Linked DNA regions of Mus musculus: region 1 is linked to region 2. A link is a contact called in public Hi-C data. All regions are on one chromosome and are shown on one strand. The core of a region is the stretch at or near the end of the contact, and the rest is flanking DNA. Distances in the headings are between cores, read along the strand shown.

Region 1 (3,510 bases), core at 312-2,811, 180 kb before region 2:
ATGTGTTTATGAGTGGGAATCCAGAGAATGGCCAGGGTTAACTGCAGTCTTTGGACTTCTAGATGGTTATGCTTATCTCTAGCAGAGTTCATGGGGCATACATACCTCTTGTCTTGGTGTTGGTGTTGGTGTCTGACCATTCCTAATTGTTGCTCACTAACACAGGTCATGATGGGCACAGTCCTGGTAAGGTCATTGTGTGGTTAGCGACAACAGCACACAATAATCCAGCTTCAAAATCAACCCTCTTGCTTAATACCTACTAACTTCCCAGCCACTTCTTCAGGTTCACTTGGCTGACCAGCCGATTTTCACCAAGAGGAAATGCTTCACCATCCGAGACAAAGAGGTGCACTCACAAACATCAGTCCTCCGCGCTCTAGCTCTGCTTTTATGGCAGACCCTTTGCTACACAAGAATGGTTGTCATAGGAATCAAATCACTTGGCAAAATTTAAAAGATCCATTGACTTAAAGAAAACCTCCTGGGCTATAAGCTATCAAAGGAAGGCGTTTTGCCATTACTGTTGCTAGCAATCTGCTTTTATTCAGAGTTGCCCACCAGTAGGCTGGCATCATTTTTAGGACAGATATCTGATGCCACAACATTTTCTCAGTGCAACACTTTTTCAAACAGAGAGCAAATTATTTTGCTTTGAATTTTGGTAAAGAGAATAGTAATGATTATAAAGATAACAAGGACAGAACTATTAGTCAGTGTTGTGATACGGTCCAGGGAAGAATGGTCACTCCTAATCCTGCCCCATGACATGGTATAGTTGTAGCATCACCAAATTCAGCTGCTACATGCTGGAAGACAGGCATGTTCTGGCTGTTTGTATTCTGATGGTAATTCTGCTTCAAGAGGGGCTGCCCTGATGAGGAGTGGAACAAGTACTAAGGTGATTTCATATGAAACTTCTCATTCTAACTGGTCAAATAAAGGCTACGGTCTGTGATTGGGCAATGGGAGGGAAAGGTGGGGCTGGAGATTTTAGAGAGTGGGGGAAGAGTAGGGAATGACAGAAGAAGGACAGAGGGCGGGAGAAGAGGTGAAAGGAAGATGGAGCAGAACCACATGGTCTAGAGAAGCCACAAATAGCAAGGGATCTCATAGCTGGGGAATAGGTTAGTGTAGTGGTGTGCGGCTTATATTATAACTATGTTATGTGTTTTTGCATGGGCTTATTGGGTTTGGGGATTTACTGCAACACAGACACATGTTCACTATGCATCAAAAATGACTGTGTAACCTAGAAATGAGGTTTAGATTCATAACTCCTATTTTTTAAAAGTATGTTTTCTTATTGCTTTTCTTATCTTTGTATAAAATTCGCCCTTCCGTTATCATCTGTTCATGTTTACAGAAGACCTAGGCCCAAAACTGTAACATGTGTTGCTACACAGTTCTAAGGAGACACCCCTGGTGACCTCCTTTTGTGGCAGCCAAAATCCACATGCTCATTACCCAGAACCTGCAGAGCAGTTGGAGGAGTAAGACTCGTTAGCGCAGTTGACTGTCTGTCCAGGGTGCACAAAGCCACCGGCAGGAAACAGGAAACTCAAACTTCGTTATTTGCTGGGGGAGGAATTGATTCATCATGAGTGCATCATCTTTGGCAGGCAGCTCTCCAGTCATCTTCTGTTGCTGAGGCCAAGCAGAGGAGGAGGGAGCCCGGGAGTTAAGGTGGGGGTTAGGAGATTTCTATAGGATTCATTTCCACTCACCTCCCAGAGGCCCCATGCTAATAAGAGCAATAATCACCATTTATGATTGTTTAATATATGCCCAGTTCCCAGCTAAGTGCTGTCTGTGCACTAGCTAACCTAATCTTTAAAACACCTCCCCCCACCCCCGGAGATAAGTATAATGAACTCCTTTTTGCACATTAGGAAACATAGACTTGGAGAAGTTAAGTAACTCGCCTAAAGCACACATCTGGCAGGTGTTGGAGTCCGGACTCAAATTCCAACCTCATCTGACTCCATAGCTCTATCCTTAATCATGCTATGTGACTACTTCCCCTGAAAATTAGAAGCCACTCAGTCTTGAAAAAATTAGAAAGCCACTCAGTCTCACCTTACAACTGCATAAAGAATCCCCTTTGTATACACATCTATAAATAACACATTGTCATCTAATTCACTGTCACCCTCCAATGAGGGGTGGCCACTGCAAAGCCTTATGTTTCTCAAGGTGAAACCCATATCACTCGTGCACATCCATTCTTTGGGTCTTTTGTACCCAGGAGCCATGAAAACTGCGTGTTTCTCCTTCAGTGGTCCATCACATTTACAAAGATGAAATGAAATTAGGTTTTTTATGTTACTGCAAAGAAATGCATAATGGAATTAATTGCAATCTCGGCATTTTTGTTTGTTTGTTTGTTTGTTTGTTTGTTTGTTTGTTTAGGGATAAAACAGGAGACGATAAAAATTAGCTTTTACATGGAATAACACCAGAAGCTCCGAGTCCAACCCTTACCTGCTATTCCCTCTGTCATTACTGTCAGGATTCAGGTTTCCCTCTTCTGATTCCTTTTCCATGTTAATGTGTAAGGATTGGCTGCTTGGACTAAGGCAAAAGTCATCTTTGGCACCTGAATTTAAGACTTACATTCACCATGATTACCTCTCATCTGCTGTCTTCCTAGTCACAACAGGCTTTTGCCCCTCAGAGTCATAAGTCACTTGTCTATAAAATAAGAATGACATCATTAACTTCCCAGAAATGTTGGGAGGATTCAATGAAACAAGAACCAAGGCTCCAGCATGTTGTTGGCACATGATAACCATGAAGACTTTTCCCATCATCCCCTGAAATCCATGCCATTCATTAGTATGTCCCCACTGGTGTCTCACTGCAGTCTCTTGAACGTCTACTTGCAATGAATGACTTTGGAGAGCTACCTTGGTGAAAGGTTGTGTCTCAAGCTCCATCGGACTCCTCCCTCACTACTGGAAAGCTGCATTTTTCCCATCGCCAAGTCAATATATACCTGTGCCCCTTCCTGAGGCCTCATTAATTTGCTGTAATTGCAAGGCAAAGTATATCTCAAGCGTGTGAATAGCAACACAGGAAGGCCTAGTACTACCAGCTTTGGGGTTTTCCCTAAGAAGACAGCCTCATCCCAAGGCTCAGCATCACTCTCAGTCCTGTGGGGAGCAGCTGAAAACCCAACCACTCTATTTTGGCTCACACTCCCATTCTTGATGAGAATCCATTAGCCCCTGACAGAAGTGTGGAAAAGGGGATTTACAAACAAGGGCTCCTACCTCATCAGCAGGTGCTTCTGGGGGAAATCATACCCAGGTGCCCAGAGCTCTCCTTAAACTGACAAAAAGCAGTACAGGAAACAAAGGGGCCAGGTGGCCCTGGACTCTGACCTTCTCACAGCGCAGAGCTTAAGTCCCAGGGGGGAACACTGGCTGGGGTGAAGTGACAGGGTTGGTGATTGGGTTTTTAAATACAGATTTTATTGTGATTAATGGGATGTGAAGGACAGAAAGA
Region 2 (3,840 bases), core at 452-2,951:
AAAGCATACAGCCTCCTCTTCCAACTGTTAAGCAGACACAACTTATCATACCAAGCATGGGAGCCCATGCGATTGACAGACAGTAGACGGGACAGGCCATGAAGGCACTCCTAACTAGAATGCCTTCACTAGAGTTTTCTCTTTGTAACACTATTTCCATTTTCATTCCCAAGTATTTTTGAAGCCAAGTATAGAACAAAAGGAAAGTGTTAACAAAGTTTTATCATGTAGCAATATGACATAAATGAAGTTCGGAGTTGCCAATTGTCCTAGTTACTGTCTATTACTGTAACTAAACACCATGATCAAGTCAATTTACAGGAGAAAAAAAAAGGAATTTTATTTAGTTTATGGTTTTCAAGGATTGGAGTTCACAAAAGGAACAACTGAGAGCTTACATCTTGATCAAAGAGGGCAGGGGTAGTGGAGGTGGGGGGAGAAAGAGAGAGACAGAGACAGAGACAGAGACAGAGAGAGACAGAGAGAAGCACAAGCACACTGGCACAGTGGGAATCATATAACTGTTTTACCCTCCAAAGCCTGTTTCTAGTGGCACAATTTAACAAGACCACACCTACTAAGCTTTCCCAAACAGTTCCATGAACTGGGGACCAGATGTTCAAATATTTTAGCTTAGAGGGAATATTCACATCCAAGCTCCTCATTTCACTCCGTAGCCCCCTTAGGTTTTTGGCCATAATATAATGCAAAGTTTATTTAGCTTAACTTCAAAAGCTATATTCTGTAATAGTCTCAACACAGTGCCCTGAGAATCAAAGTACTGTCTTAATTGTAGCCCCCTGTAAAATCAAAAAGTGAGTTACATATGTCCAAATTACAATGAGACAGAATATACGTTACCTTCCCAAAAGGGAGGCGTTGGGGCAACATGAGGAAATCCTGGACCAAAGCAAGACTGAAACCCAGCTGGGCAAACTCCAAATCATACGGTTCTATATCTGATATCAGAGTTCTAGCTGGCTATCGCTTTTCCTACTGAGACAGGGTATGCATTGGGCATCATTTGCATCTTTTAAAATGAGAAAGGAATGTGTGTTTTTAATGTCAGGAAAGGATTCAACTTCACACTGTATGGACTGTTTCTGAAATCAGGATGGATAATTATAATTCAATCTGTCAGCAATGGGAAGTGAGAACTCTGTGTTCATGGGTTCTTTGGCATGTCTAGTGGCTTTCTCTTGCCTCTTTACTCCAAATGAAGTTGAATCTGCCATCTTGGGAACTCTGGCCATTCATATACACATATCTTTTTGGTTTAAGCAGATTCATTGATGCTTGATACAAAAATAGTAGCTTCACAAATATGTGATTTCTTGAACTTCAAGATAGGTGCTAACATCAACTGGTACTCAGGTGACCTCAGAGTGGGACACCCCTAACCACTGTGAAAGATGACATAGAAACCTAGTTTTGTTCTAGAAGTGATTGTTGACTACCCGGGTCTTTTTCTCCATGTGAGCAATCCTGTATCACATGATGAGTCTCTACTCCCAGGGGAAATATGCATTTGTCATCACAGTCCTGCTGTGGTTGGGGAACCATATGTGCACCAAGACTAAACTTGGGTTCCCTGGCAGATTGCCCCGTGAACAAAAGCAGAAATCCACTAAAAGGACAGGGAAGTTAGATTCATGACCTAAAAGGGGAAGATTAAACCAAGATGTGCCACGAACAGAGTGACGCTGCTGAAGTGGAAAGAAAGGTCAGGTGTCCTGGAGGTCAGCGAGACCCAAGGGGAGGAAGGACTGGAAATAAGCTGCCAGGGTTTGGATTCTAGCTTCATTACTGTGCATTTCTGTACATTACTGAAGCAAGTTAGCTGAGTTAGCTATGCTTCATTTTATTCATCCATTAAAAACATAATGAATAGTATCTATCTCACCAGGCTGTCTGCTGCATCAATGTTTGCTGCAAAGCCTTCATTAATAACAACATCAATATTGAAACTAGAATGCAAACTCTGGCATAAGAAGTGTAAGTCATTGTGCTGGATTGCTCAGTGCATTAGTCTAACAGGATAATAAAACAAATAGCATTGACTAAGAGGCTTATACAGAGAAATCCATCTTTTACAATTCCAGCCACATAAGAAGTTACACATCAGGTGTTGCAGAGTTGGTTTCTCCTGAGGTCCCCTCCTTGGTTTGAGGCTGGCTGTCCTGAGTTCATATAGTCATCCCTTTGACACAAATGTCAACATTTCTTAGAAGGCCACTAGTCGCACTGGTTAGAGTCTATCCTAATGGCCTCTTCTGAGCTTCACAGTCTCTCTGCTGGCCCTGTCTCTGAATACTGTCACCTTCTGAGCTACTGGGAATCAAGACATGGAAAGTCAAGGAGGTTAGGGCCATACCCATAAGAATCAGTTTCATTAAGCTAAAATTATGTTCCATTTATCCAAATGGCTCTAAATTGGCCAAACATAGGTACCAGTTTCAAACTTGGAGACAGAAGGGCAGTAGCCTCGGCCCTCTGGAGGTCACTGCAGTTGTTGAAAGCAACAGACGCTGAATGCCAGGGGGACCTAGTTTATTTACCCTGGCTCTCCTCTGATGCTCAGCCTGTATTCTACACTGGTGACCACCGGAAATGAGGCTGCCCCCTCAGCAATCATCACATACTTGAGAGCCACAGGCTTTCCCCACCCTTTTACCTCCACATTTCTATGTCTGGACGTGCCTGGCTTCTTGAGTGACTAGCTAGGAAGGCCTCTGATCTGTCCCCCAGCTTCCCCTCATTTCCCACAACTGTGCAATCTAGTTAGGAAGTACTTATGTTGTCCTGTAACTCCCAGAGTCACCGCTCATGTGACTGAACCCCGAGTAACACAGAAAGAAGAAGAGGGGGCCTTCCAAACCTGTTACTGAGAGCTATGAGAGTCCGAAAGCCTGCCGGTATTCCCAAGCCTGAGCTCATTCAAAAGCCCACGGACGCACATCGTTCCTCTTTCCATTTTGTTCTGATCCCAGTATGTTTCACAAATGGCTGCCAAGTAAAGGTTCCCGGAATCATAGTCACATCATCAAGTGGCGATCAAGTGAGGTCCCATAGGTGGTAAGCAGGGGTCACTGGCTCAGAATAGAGAACAAAGTTCTTAGAGGGTGCTTTCCAGGGAAAAAAAAGTGAAACATGTACGCAAAGTGTGAGAAAAGACTAAGCGTGGGTCACTGGTGGGAAAGTATAGAAAAAAACAAAACTTAACAAAGGAAAGGCATAAAAAAAAATCGAGGCACTTTTAAAAAGTAACTAATTTAGTACATACAAAAATCGGACGTGTATGGTTTTTTTTAATTACATTAGAAATTAGACAAGATATGTAATCAATCTAGCCCCATATTGAGAAGTGAAGGAGAAGTTTCAGACTGTGATGTGATGTGATGTGATATGAAATTGTGGGGAGAGTGTATGAAGAGATGGGAAAGACCTGTTGGAGGCCTGGCTGAGATGGCCCAAGAGGCAACTCCTTTGAGAGGCCAGACTGTATGTCTGTGGTAGCTGTGAGAGAACAGTAACAGCAAGAGAAGGTTTTAGAGAGATATGAGAAGATAATTATATAATTAGGGACTTATTTGGGGAATATGAGAGCCAATGAAGAGGAAGAAATGAAAAAGAACCTTGTGAGAAAAAGGAAATTAATCAGAGCTCAAGTGGAAGGAAGATCTGAGTTCTGGTGAGGCCTGGGCATTTTTATCACTATAGGGGGGAGGAAGAAGACACAGACCAACAAAAAGAGATTGTGTATATGTGTGTGTGTGTGTGTGTGTGTGTGTGTGTGTGTGTGTATGTGTATGTGTTGTGTGTGTGTGTGTGTGTGTGTGT

The links. A called contact is a pair of places that touch in the nucleus more often than the background predicts.
Region 1: a Hi-C map of bone marrow-derived macrophages shows a contact between it and region 2, with 21 read pairs. The contact joins two enhancer-like sites. A contact is called at or near these places in 4 of 484 Hi-C or Micro-C datasets (bone marrow-derived macrophages, liver, macrophages and 1 more).

What each region holds. Positions count from the first base shown.
Region 1 is chr13:102,087,807-102,091,316 of GRCm38.p6, reverse strand. No RefSeq gene overlaps it. Among named protein-coding and RNA genes, the nearest start is that of Gm41044, 75 kb to the right of the region's middle. Within about 2 kb of position 1,561, at least 40 of the 459 cell types and tissues checked have an H3K27ac peak or open chromatin away from gene starts, as enhancers often do. A contact at or near this core is called in bone marrow-derived macrophages, where this site is marked.
Region 2 is chr13:101,906,977-101,910,816 of GRCm38.p6, reverse strand. No RefSeq gene overlaps it. Among named protein-coding and RNA genes, the nearest start is that of Gm41044, 110 kb to the left of the region's middle. Within about 2 kb of position 1,701, at least 31 of the 459 cell types and tissues checked have an H3K27ac peak or open chromatin away from gene starts, as enhancers often do. A contact at or near this core is called in bone marrow-derived macrophages, where this site is marked.